Linked DNA regions of Mus musculus: regions 1, 3 and 4 are each linked to region 2. Evidence: chromatin contacts called from public promoter capture Hi-C data. All regions are on one chromosome and are shown on one strand. Each heading gives the region's core, a stretch centred on a gene start, on an enhancer-like site or on the middle of the called end of the contact. The rest is flanking DNA. Distances are from core to core; before and after follow the strand shown.

The links. Promoter capture Hi-C pulls out the DNA fragments that hold promoters and counts their contacts. Capture Hi-C pulls out chosen DNA fragments and counts their contacts.
Region 1: a promoter capture Hi-C map of adipose tissue shows a contact between it and region 2, with 3 times the contacts expected there. The contact joins the promoter of Nubp1 here to the promoter of Ercc4 in region 2. A contact is called at or near these places in 1 of 484 Hi-C or Micro-C datasets (CD4 T cells) and 1 of 9 other capture datasets (adipose tissue).
Region 3: a promoter capture Hi-C map of pre-B cells shows a contact between it and region 2, with 3 times the contacts expected there. The contact joins the promoter of Mcm4 here to the promoter of Ercc4 in region 2. A contact is called at or near these places in 1 of 39 promoter capture datasets (pre-B cells) and 1 of 9 other capture datasets (adipose tissue).
Region 4: a contact with region 2 is called in a promoter capture Hi-C map of liver, with 6 times the contacts expected there. The contact joins the promoter of Emp2 here to the promoter of Ercc4 in region 2. A contact is called at or near these places in 2 of 39 promoter capture datasets (liver and pre-B cells).

The regions. Positions count from the first base shown.
Region 1 is chr16:10,410,684-10,413,820 of GRCm38.p6, forward strand. It overlaps Nubp1 (nucleotide binding protein 1), which reads left to right and starts at 1,255. Exons shown (of 11, transcript NM_011955.2): 1 at 1,255-1,312; 2 at 1,387-1,491; 3 at 2,928-3,061. The coding sequence starts at 1,294.
Region 2 is chr16:13,108,400-13,111,264 of GRCm38.p6, forward strand. It overlaps Ercc4 (excision repair cross-complementing rodent repair deficiency, complementation group 4), which reads left to right and starts at 1,337. Exons shown (of 11, transcript NM_015769.2): 1 at 1,337-1,742. The coding sequence starts at 1,536.
Region 3 is chr16:15,635,537-15,638,888 of GRCm38.p6, forward strand. Mcm4 (minichromosome maintenance complex component 4) reads right to left here and starts at 1,864. Exons shown (of 16, transcript NM_008565.3): 1 at 1,575-1,864; 2 at 1,085-1,246; 3 at 650-813; 4 at 457-558. The coding sequence starts at 1,644. Prkdc (protein kinase, DNA activated, catalytic polypeptide) reads left to right here and starts at 2,330. Exons shown (of 86, transcript NM_011159.2): 1 at 2,330-2,506. The coding sequence starts at 2,353.
Region 4 is chr16:10,312,380-10,315,439 of GRCm38.p6, forward strand. Emp2 (epithelial membrane protein 2) reads right to left here and starts at 1,589. Exons shown (of 5, transcript NM_007929.2): 1 at 1,433-1,589.

The sequences.
Region 1 (3,137 bases), core at 5-2,504, 2.7 Mb before region 2:
ATGAATTTGATAAACAGCAAGGAGAGGTGGTAAGGTTTGGGGGAAGGAAAATGAAGGGAGAAATGATGTAATTATAATCTCAAAAATAAATGAAAAATATTTAGAATCGTTCAATGAAAACAGTAACAACCACCACCATCTTGTGCCAAAGTTGCATGCAGCCAAGCTCCCATGGCTGTGACCATGGACAGGATGTCTTCATGGAGTCTAAACACTGCTCCACAGACACAGACAGGCCATTTGTCTAAACACTCACAGACACATACAGGAGAAATGGTAGCAGCAAGGACAGTGGGGACCTGCAGAAGTGAGAGAAAGCTAGGGAAAGCTCCCAGTGGGGGCACAGGAGTGGGTTTGAAGAGGTTTCACTGAACAGATCTGAGGGGAAGCAACAAAACACAAAACAAAGTATTTTTCTAAATAGCACAGCAATTTTAAGAGGGCGGGGGTGTCAGCCCAGGAATGCTGGTGGTGCACATTGTAATCCCAGCAACTGAAAGACGGAGGCAGGAGGATCAAATGAGAACTTACACTGCTGGCGATTGAATTTATGGCTTTTCACTTGCTGGACAGGTACTCTACCACTGAGCTACACCCCTTTATAAAGTCTCCCCTCTTAGCCAAACATGGCAAGAAAATCATTAATTCAAGATCAGCTTGAGCAGAAGAGAGGAGAGGAGAACAGAGAAGAAATAGAGAGGGACGGACAAAGTGTTTTGTTGGATCTGTATTGTTTCAGTGCTGGGGACTAAATATAGGACCTCATGCATGATAGATCAAGCACTCTACCAATTGAGCCACAATCCCAGCCTGTAACAGAATCTAGGGTAGGGCAGATTATTTGAAACTGAGTAAATATTGACATTGATTGTACTTTTATTAGTAGTACTGCATCAACACTGAGGCCACGGAGAATAACGTTCGTTGGCGACAAAAACCATACTTAAAAAAACAAAACAACAACAAAAACAAAAACAGAATCAAAAACCTGCATTATGTGTAAGAGTCCATCCTCGCTTTCCCTATGAGTTCTGGGATTTGGATACAGGCTGGCTCAACAGAATCTTTAATCGTTAGAGCCACTTCATTTGCTCAGGTATCATATATTTCTGAGTCTCGCCCTGTTTTAGCGGGAAGAGGCATAGGAATCCCACCCACTGCACACACGGTTTTGCGCGTGCGCAGTCCTGGTCTGGCGAGACAGTTCCCGCGGCCGGGGGGTCAGATTGGACCTGCGAGGCGGAAACACGCCCCTGAGGTTCCGGCGAGCGCAGCCCGGGCAAGAGCGGCAGCATGGAGGAGGCGCCCCACGGTGAGCTATCGCAGGACGTGTGGGTGGTCCCGCTGGGACCGAACCACTCTGACTGTGCCTTCGTCTTCCCGCAGGCTGCCCCGGGGCCGACAGCGCCCAGGCCGGCCGAGGAGCCTCGTGCCAGGGATGCCCCAACCAGAGGCTGTGCGCATCCGGAGCCGGCGCTGCTCCGGATCCCGGTGAGGAAGCGGCGGGCAGATCAGGAAGTGGAAGGGGCGGGACTTGAGGGTGAATGGCAGCGGCTAGTGGGCAGTATTCTAATTGGTTGGGGGGAGGGCGTAGAAGGCGGAGCTTGAGCGAGAGGGAGGTTTTAAAAATCAAATAGCGGAAAAACAGTGATGGAAATGGAGGTTTAGTCTGATCTGCGGTAGACAGGGAACCGAAGGGGGCATTAAAATAAGCTTGGCGGCACAGGCTTGTTCCCCCGGAACTTGAGGGGCAGAAGCAGGAGGATGGCTACAAGTTAAAAGCCAGCCTGGACTACAGGATGAGACCCTGTATGAGTGAATGAATGAATCAGTGAATGAATGAATGAATGAACGAACGAACATTAGGTCGAGTGTGTTGGCACATGTTTGTAATCTCAGCATTTAAGAGGCTAACCCCGGGCTTAGATGAGACCCTGTCTTTATTAAAAAAAAAAAAAAAATCAGTAAATAGGACCTCAAAGAAGGATAGAATAGATAAAAGTGATGTCGGGCAGGTACAGGGCTTAAGTAATAACCGCTACCTCAGTATCCACAAGGCCAAGCACAGAGAGGAGAATGGAAAAATACTGAGATCTTTCAGGCCTGAGTCCTGGCACATGTCCATCACAGGTCACAGAGGCTCTGCTCTCTCTGTGGCAGAGAGAAGGACCCTCCTGTTAAGGAGTCTATCTTTCAGCAGACATGAATGTTCATTATCTCAGTGGAGAGACAGATGGGGGACTGAGAGCAAAGTGGGGAGGAAGCAGGAGCAGGCACGTTAAACTCACCAGGGATCAGCACTGTGAGGGGCCATCTCCAGGGCGAGGAGGACTGAAAGCCTAGCTGGAAGGAAGGCTTTTCAGAGAGAGGCTGGGTTTGGTTGTTGAGTCTCCTGAAAACTGATCTTGAGCAAGAATGCCCTCATGGTGAAGACCAGTCTCCCCACAGTGTAGTCTGTAAAGATTTGAAACAAGACGTGACATTGGAAACCCAGTACGTTGCTGGGATGGTTGCTTCTGAGAGCCTGTGAGTTTCCCATCTGCAGCCCTGGGGACATTGGAGTTGATCATCCCTTGTACTGGGCCTAACCTGTGCTTAAGACACTTAGCATCCATCATCCGAGATGCCAGTAGTAGTCCCTCCTGTGGCATCCAGAGAATTTCTGCAGATGTTAGCAGATGCCTCCTGGGTTCTGTTGAGGAGCTGGGCTTTGAACACCCCACTCTCTCCTCGGAGGGCATGTGCTACTGCATAAATAAGACAATCTTTTCAGGTTGGTAGTGACCGTATTTTCTTCCTAGCATTTATTTTTAGTTTGCTGAAGTGGTATCTCACAAAGAGCCTTAGAAACAGCTTAAAGAGCACTTTGGAAGAGGGACGGGTAGGACTGAGGCGGGGTCATCATCACCTCCTCTACTTCTCTGCAGCCGTGGAGGAAATCAGAGAGAAGATGAAGACGGTGAGACACAAGCTCTTGGTGCTGTCTGGGAAAGGCGGCGTTGGGAAAAGCACGTTCAGTGCACACCTCGCCCACGGCCTAGCGGAGGATGGAGATACACAGGTGGGAGCCTGGGCTAAGCTGGGAGCTGCTCCGTGTGTCAAAGGGGCTGCTGATGGCTTTAGAGGGTGATTCTTAG
Region 2 (2,865 bases), core at 87-2,586:
GCTCTGTGGCCTTGCCTGATTATATAACCGGCTTGTTGAACTGCAGGCATTATCTCCTGGCTCCCAGACATGCTGCGCGGAAAGCGTCTGCAGGCATCTCTGTCCACTTCAGGAAGATGCAGAAATTATTAGATGCTCTTTTAACTGTGACTAGACAGAAGGAAAACGCTGGAAGAAGCAGAGGAGAGAGAGAAAACAAATCCACTTGCAGCGGCTGATGTGAAGGGAGATTGGTAAACGGGAAGGCAATGTAATGAAGGTCGAGCAAACTCAAATAAATGTGTCCTTTTTCTCCCACTAATCGTCCATTCGAGAAACGTACCTTGAGGGTTTGAGTGAACTTCTGTATGAACTAAGCTAGTGAAATGCTATGTTGCGTGCTGGTGGGAGGAGTGGGAGCCAACTAAACGTTCTCCAGTAACTAGACAAGTATATGCCTCCACATTACAGAAAACCCAGCCACATAAAGGACAGAGATTTAGGGAAAATTTGTGACGGAACTCAGGATCTACCACTAAGTTACATCCTAACACCCTTTATATTTGTGCTGGAGGTCTCCATCTCTAGCTCAGGCTGGCCTTGAATTTACTTCAACAAGTGAGATAGCCTGTCCCACCTGGAGAAACCAAAAATCTGGTTTCGAATCTTGGTTGTTTATTATTTCATATAATTAAGCAGGCAAGCAGCCGCACAAACTGAGCAGCGGCAGAGGGTAGGGGGCACGCAAAAGTATGTTGTTAACCATGGTTATTCCTGAGTAATGGAACAATCCTATTTTGCCTTCATTTGTATTTCGTATGGGCTGAAAATAAAGGGGAATGGAGAATTCTGAGAGAGAATGCCTCCTAGATTGCTTACCTGGAGGTTTTTTTAGGTAGTTACAAACACGACCCAAGATGTCCCTCTAGTGGAAGGAACGCGGCTGCAACTGGCACCTGATGGAGGCTTTGTAAAATAACTTACTGAGTTCAAGACCTTTGCAAACAAGAGACTGAAACTCATAAGGTATTGTGCTTATTAAAAATTTTCAAGGCGGGGAGGGGGAGGAATACTTGCAAAAGTAGAGACAAAACCCTCACACTAGGAAAACGATGTCGATTCTGGATGCACTTGGAATACTGACAGCAACATTCTGAACTGTCGGTATTGGAGGATTACGCGGATTAGACTTCTCTGTTTGCATTTTGTTAGTTTATGCCTAGGTCTAGAGAGCCAAAGGATGGGGAACCTAAACACACGCGCGCGCACGCGCGCTAACGCTTTCTGCGCCTCTCGGCTGAGTTCGGGTAGACCTGCCCTGGGCTCGGGCACATTCCGGCCACACTTGTCCCCGCCTCGATTCCTTTTCGGCTACAATCGGTTGGCTCTCTTGAACTCGGCTCCCTTCGGCTACATCCGGCCTCTCTCAGTCGGCCATTGCAGTTACATCTGTTCTGCGCTCCTTCGGCCCTGGCGTCTCTCCCTGCGTTCGGCCAGCGTTCGGCTGGACTCGGCTCTTTCCGTCAGCGTGCGGCCGCGGTCCCGGAAGGGCGCCCATGGAGCCAGGCCTGTCGGGCGAACGGCGGAGTATGGCGCCGCTGTTGGAGTACGAGAGGCAGCAGGTGCTGGAACTGCTCGACAGCGACGGGCTGGTGGTGTGTGCCCGCGGACTCGGCACCGACCGGCTCCTCTACCATTTCCTGCGGCTTCACTGCCACCCGGCCTGCCTGGTGCTGGTGCTCAACACGCAGCCGGCCGAGGAGGTGCGACTGCGGGATGGGTAGACCCAAGGGTTTGGGGGACATCCGATGCGAGATCGGCGCGGTAGGAACGCGGAGCTGTACGGTTGCAGGGACTCCGAGCCCATGCAGATCTTAAACAGGGCACGAAAGGGAATGAATTAAGATCCCAGGGGGGAGATGCGGGGCACCTACACAGTTCCAAGTCGCTGCGAAGGAGGGAAGGGAACCCCAGGGAAATTGAAGTGGCTGCCACGACAAGGGAGGGCATTGAGTGAGGGTCCTGGAAGGAGATCCTGGACTCTGACACTGCGGGATGACTGCCAAGTATAGAATGCATCCCAAGAAAGTCTTGGGTTCCTCTATTGACATGGGAGAGCATTGAATACAGGGCCCAGACACAGTTTGAGGACACTGAGAATACGGGTCCCACACACTCCTTAACACTGAAAAGGAGAGGGGCGAGTAGGCTACACATTGAGGTAGAGTAGTGGATTGAATTGCACTGCAAAGGAGAGACGGTATCAGAATCTGGGTAGGAATAGTGTTTGAGTTTGAAGTTGGATATAAGGGTGTTTGGAGGACAGAGTGTGGTCCCTAAAAGGACAATGACGAGGATGATAGGGTCTCTGAGAGTTATTACTTTCTAGTAGAAAAGGAGACCTTGAGACTTAACAAAAGAAGAGGGATTAGGGAAATGGGGGTGGGGGTGCAGAAGTTAAAGCTAAGGGAGCGATCAATCTGGGTTACAGAGAACAGGTGATCCTGAGGACAGTGGAATGAGACATGCCTTGCTGCGGATGTTGAGAGATGTGGACATAGCCTAGCATGATGAATCTGATGATCCCCTAGGTGTAGTGGCCAGGAAGAAAATGTCAGCTGAGAAGAGTCACTAACAACTCCTTTAAAGGCTGAGGCCCTGTTGGATTCCCCAGGAATCTACAGTGCTTGGCATGGTACTTTGTGCAATGTAAGATGCCCAGAAAAGTGGCATTAGACTGAGAGACTAATGGGCCATTGGACCTATGGACATTCTGGCATCTCTCTAGGAAGTATCAATACTGATCTAACAGTCTAAAGTGTTGTCTGCAGAGAGGAATCCCTTGTCTCAAAACCCGACTTTGGCTGGAAGTAGTTTCTAGGTAGT
Region 3 (3,352 bases), core at 614-3,113, 2.5 Mb after region 2:
CAGGTACCCCTGCCCCCAGCAATAAATATGTGACAAATTTTTTATGAGTATATAGCTATCTGTACACAAAAATAATTTCTCTGTTTTGGGTTTGAGACAGGGATCCCATTAAGAAGCACAGGCTGGCCTTGGACTTGCTGTAAGCATTTACTACCTAGCTGCTCGTGGTGGCATGCACTTTTAATCACACTCAGAAGGCATATGCGTGTGTGAGCTCCAGGAAAGACTGGTTAACAGATCCAGCTCCAGGATAGCCAGGGGAACATAGAAAAACCATCTTGAAATACCAAGAACTAAGGAAAAAAAAAGTATATCACCATTTTCCGCATGGCATATCCCTTTTCTGGAATAAAATCTAGACCACTAACAACCTGCTATTATGCACCATGGCTATTCACACATAGGTTATACTTTCACCCGAAGTCTCAGACTGAGTTTTAGTGTACATAAGCTTACCTGAAAATTCTCTTTACATGTTGCCACATTCACATCTGTTCCCCAAATCACAAGCTTTTGGCCTAGAGACTGTTCACTTGGTACGATGTCTTCTGCTGCTGCCTATTGAGAAAGCGAGGATAGAAACATGTTAATGGGATGACCTACTTTATGCTCTCAAGGTAACACCATCAGAGATCTGCTTTGTACTCACGCCATCAGACTGCAGATCCACCTGCAAACCCTTTCGTGCTGAGCCCAGATCTGGCCTCTGCCTTACAGGTGTGCCTCTCACCCCACTTCTTGGGGTTCCTTCCACTCGCGAGCTGGGAGTGCCATATGTCAATGGTGAACTAACATCAAAGTCCAAAGGAATAGCTATAAAGACAAGATATTTAGCTTTACCATGAAATCCCCATAAGCACATCAAATCCCAATTCCGGAATGCTGTTTGACAATTTAAACAGAATACTTTACTGCAATCTTTCATACCCCAATTGTAGTTCTACTATAAAGTATGCTTTCTTTGCTCACTAGGTCCTAAAATGTACCAACTCTGCTTCTCTCCTCAGGTGTTTCAGTGAAGAATCTATCAGTACACACAGAATAATAGCAACTGGTAAACCAGCAAAACCGACGGCTGACCCACCTAAAGAATGCATCTGAGGAGGGCTGGAAAACAAGGCATTCTGTGCAGGTGGGCTCTGCAGGTCGGCTCCTGGTGAGGTGGGCATTGGCAGTAGCTCTCCGGTGGAAGAATCTTCGCCTCTACGTCTCCGATTGGGTGACGACCTGCTTTCCTCACTTCGAACTTCCGTCATACAAAACAAAAAAGACGATCAACGCTCAAGCTTAGTCTTCCAGGAAGTGCCTTAGGGTAGTCATATTACTTAAACAAGAACACCCCCCCCCCAAAACCCTCAAACTGGAACAGAGGGACAAGGTGTAGGAAAAGGTGGGTCAACTGAACTGACCACGCCAGACTGCCTGGAGACGAGAGCCCAGTATGTGGGTGACAGAGGCTACTATATGCTCAAGGCCTGTCAACCACACACCAGGCTCGAAGGACTCAGGACTTTCCACAGTGCTGCGGGAAGAGACACGAGGCGGAAAGGGGGCAGATGAAGGAGGGAACTCACGGGACTGGGTTGGGGTGACTCGTCCGCGTCGGCTGCTGCGGCGGCTCGGGGTGGATGCCGGGGACGACATGGTGCTGTGGTTGCTGCGCGACAAAAGAAATCTGGCTCTCAGTTGTCCCGCTCCGGGACCTCTCGTACCTCGGATCCGGGTTAGTTGCAAACGCGCACAAAACGGCGAGTCAGGGTTCTGCGCCACCCAGGAGAACGTTCCTGGGCCCGCAGGGTGAAGCGATTCCCGCCAGCCGCTCTGTCGTCACAGCGACCGAAGACGCCTGGCCAATCAAAGAGGCAAGCGCGCGTAGCTCCGCCTCCGGAAAGCGCCGTAAGTGAACTCTGAGAAAAGGTTTCCGGCCAATCACAGCGGCAAAGGCGTGTAGCTCCGCCTCCGGAAGGCGCCACTGCAAGCCGGAGGGGGAGTTCTCGACCGCTACCTAGGAATTACAGCCTAGATTCACTTGCACGCCCCTCGCCTTGGATGGGCCAGCCTGCAGCGGGATTGCGTTTTGGCGGGAAACCCGGGGCCGGCACAACTCCCTTGTGTGTTTACATTTGCGTTGTCCCGAGTGCAAACACCAATCTGTGATATCTCCGCATGGTTAGACTGGTTCTGTCCCTTTGCATTCCGATGTGTACATGTTAAACGCTACAGATCTGCAGGCCGGTGCGCGTCTTCACCCCCCCACCCCCGCGAGAGTATAAGGGAGCAGTTCCGGCTGGGCCTTCAGGGAAGAGCTGGCTAGAGTGCTGAGACGCGCATGCGCGAAGCGGTGCCGGCGTGATGGCGGAGGAGGGAACCGGCGTACGGTGTTGGCTACTGCAGCTGCAGGAGTTCCTGTCCGCAGCAGACCGCTGCAGTGCTGCCGGGGCCAGTTACCAGCTGATTCGTAGTCTGGGGCAGGAGTGCGTGCTGAGCACTAGCTCTGCAGTGCAGGGTGGGTAAGGTCCCTAGACGCAGGGCTCAGCGTTTCTCTCCGTGGTGCGTGTAGTCAACGTCCCGTAAAGTTTATGGAATTGGTAGATGTGTATACTGCTCTCTTCCTAGTATCTGAGGAAGATGCTTTAAAACAGGTGTTGGAAAATGACCACCAAGTTTGGTAGTCATTTTTATCCAAAGTTGGATGAGAGTGCAAGATGGAAGTATTTTCTTCCAGAATAAACTCGCTTGAACTCAATAGGACCTTGACAAAAATCCTTTTTTCGTTGCACCATGTTTTCAGAATAATTGCAAAAATTAATGAAAGTCATGCAATTCTGTAGACATTTTTATTTTTTAGGTTAGGTATTTCCTATCTTGGGCTATAGCCCAAGATAGTCTGGAATTTACTATGTATGTAGAACAAGCCTTCAAATACTGGGGTTATAGATGTGAGGTACCACACGTGCCTTGCTCTTTTTAACCATTTAGTAATTGATGTGTTAAAATAGAGGCTCGAATCTGAACACAGCACACTGGGCCAAAAACAGTTCCACGTGTAAGAGGTTTGGAGGGGGTGGCAGAAAGAGAAGGCGCAGAGAGAGAGAGAGTGAGAGAGGGAGGGACATTCCCTTTATTTATATGGAAAATGACAACACAGGTAAAGGTGGGAGGTGAGCCAAGTGGATATTCTGGGAATATGGTGCCTGATGTCTTGGCAACAGGTCTGCTGGCCTTGCTGTCGCCTATGTGATGTCATAGGTTTGGGAGGTCCTGATGCCAACATACCTCCCTTGTTATAATAAAGAGAAGGAAAGAAAAAGGGAGGGGAAAGCCATGGTGAAAAGGGAGCAAGGGTGTTGTG
Region 4 (3,060 bases), core at 339-2,838, 2.8 Mb before region 2:
GAGGTGGTAAAGATCCAAAACCCCTTGGAGGAAAAACAGGTTCTGCACTTTCTGGCCACCCCTAGTGCCTCCCTGGGCTGTGGGCCGGGTATCTATCTGCCCAATACCTTGCAGGGGACCCACACCTCTTACAAGGTCTCTCCCCATTTCCTGCAGCCCACTGAGGTATCTCCTGGTGGGAATGAGTGGAGTCACGGGGAAGACAGGGTGAAGGTGTGGCTTCACAGCCTTGAGTAGCTAACTCTGCCAGGTCTCTAGGCCAGGTGTCTCCCAGAATAAGGCTTTCTGGGAGGAGGCGGGAGAAGCCCAATGCATACTCCCATTGGCCTTCCACATTCTCTTCCCTTGGGTCTCTCCTGTAACCTGCATGGATCCATCCTACTGAACCCCTTACATTATTTGAAAGTGACATTCCAGGGAGAGGTGGTCAGCCTCCATGTCTAGGTTTTGGAATTTCTCTCTGATTCGGAATGCTCAAGCAGAGGCGGCTAGAGGCGTCTTTTGTGCCTCTCATTGTGGTAAGAGCACAGCATTTATGATGTAAACCATTTGTAATTCTACAAGCACATGGCCTGAAATGAACCAGCAATGTTGAGTGACGCCCACTACTATCTATACTCAAAACGTTCCATCATCCGCAATTAAATCTGTACCTGTTAAATAGTCCAAAATCCCAGCCATCTCCATCGCCTGGCAATGATCACCACCCACTCTGGATTGCCTTTGAACTTGTAGGTTCTAGATGCCTCATAGTAGTGGGACCCTCCTGAACTGAACCTAGATGCTTCAGTCCTTCTCCAAGCTTGGCATGCACACTCAGTTATACCTCCTTTTCCCGTGGAATCATGGGTGCCATCCCTTCTTCCCTTTAAAGCCCACAGATCTGCCACAGTAGTCAAGAGCAGGCAGGGGGGCCATCCTTGGAGCTTACCCCCCAGGCTGGGACACCGTTAAGAACCCAAGGAAGCTGCCCCCTCGCCGCTGTGGGGCGCCACGGAGCCCAGACCCGGAGGAGTGCGCGGCCCTCAGGGACCCGAGGACCAGGTCCTGTCTGATTGGTACTGCTTGGGAATCAGACGCTGAGTACAACAGGCAACAAGTGGGCTACTCTGGAGTTCAGAGCTTTGGGCCAGCGATGGTGGAGAGGGGATCCGCCCTGACTCTTTCCCAGACTTTTCCCGCCCACTTGGACGCAAAAGGTGGCGAATGCCACCCAGGGGTGGCAGGGTGGCCTTGGGGGGCACCAAAGGGAAGGTCTGCGCCACAGAAATCTGGAGAAGGAGCAACGGGACTGCCGCACGAACCGCACCCCAACCCTTCCCCGTCAAGCACGGATCCCCTGGCCTGTCCCGATTCCTAAAGAGGGCACACTGCTCCCTGTCATTCCGGAACCCCGACGTCACCGCAGTCCCTTGTCGCGCCCCCAACTCACCGGGCACGGGCGTCTGGACACAGTGGCGGGCTGCGCGTGGGGCGAGGCGCCGGCTGTTTTGAAGCTTGGGGCTGGGACTGCGCGGCGTCCTCCGCCCTCCGGGCTGCCGAGCCTCCTCCCTGCCGCCCTCTCCCTAGCCCGCCTCCCTGCCCGCCCGTGATGTCAGGAGCCGCCGATCCAGGGGGCGGGACCACGGGAGGCCGGGCGCCCCCCCCCCCCCCACCTCCCCTTGCTGGGCCGTCCAGCAGCACTCTGTAAAGTTCGAGGGAGCTGGAAGTCTCCTGCTGGGATCATCGCTGCCCTTCTCATCTCTGCCGCCCCTCTTCTCCTGACTGCAGGGTCAGGACCCTGAGATTTCCACTTCTTTCCGAGCAGCCCTCTCTGTCTCTTACTAATTTAGCTGGTTGTTAATCTCTCCTGCCTCAGTTTCCTATGATAGAAAAGGAAGGCGTGGCGGGACCTTGTCCTGAGGCCTAAAGGCCACACTCGGTGCCTCCTGGAGAGGCTGAGTTGATATGAGCCAAGCCATAACTGAAAAATCAATTCCTTCCCCGAAGTAAGACCACCATAAGGACCAGTCTTAAGATTCCTTCAAGCCTGGCCAGGCCTGAGAAGTTTGATATAGAGGATCCAAGTTGTGATCTCAATTGGGCATTGTATCCTTGCTTTCTCTTTTTCTTTTCTTAAGCACTTTTAATCTCTCTCTCTCTCTCTCTCTCTCTCTCTCTCTCCCCTCTCTCTCTCCTCTCTCTCCTCTCTCTCTCTCTCTCCCCTCTCTCCCCTCTCTCCTCTCTCTCCTCTCTCTCTCTCTCTCTCCCCCCTCTCTCCTCTCTCTCCTCTCTCTCCTCTCTCTCTCTCTCTCCCCTCTCTCCTCTCTCTCCTCTCTCTCTCTCTCTCCCCCCTCTCCTCTCTCCTCTCTCTCTCTCCCCTCTCCCCTCCTCTCTCTCTCCCCCCCTCTCCTCTCTCTCCTCTCTCTCTCTCTCTCCCCTCTCTCTCCTCTCTCTCCCCCCCCTCTCTCTCCTCACTCTCTCTCTCCCCCCCCTCTCCTCTCTCTCCTCTCTCTCTCTCTCCCCTCTCTCTCTCCTCTCTCTCTCTCTCCCCCCCTCTCTCCTCTCTCTCCTCTCTCTCTCTCCCCTCTCTCTCCTCTCTCTCCTCTCTCTCTCTCTCTCTCTCTCCCCCCCTCTCTCTCTCCTCACTCTCTCTCTCTCCCCCTCTCTCTCTCCTCTCTCTCTCTCTCCTCACTCTCTCTCCCCCCCCCCTCTCTCTGTGTGTGTGTGTGTGTGTGCACGCGCGCATGCACTTTGAAGAGCTGATTTTCTCCTTCCTTCTTGGCAATGCTCCTGAGGATCACCAGGCCACCAGGCTTGGACAGCAAGTGCCTTCACCTGTCAGAGCCTTCTTGCCACATCAGTTATTTCTGTTTTCAGTATTTTTTTAATTACATTTGTTCACTTACTTATTTGCTTGTGTGTATGGAGAGCACACATGGAGAGCAGAGAGAACCTTCCACTGTATAGATCCTGAGGAGAGAACTCAGGTCCTCACATCTAGTGGCAAGTGTCCTTATTATCCTCTGCCCCTGCTGCTGTGATAAACACCAGGTCCAAAAACAACTCAGAGAAGAAAGG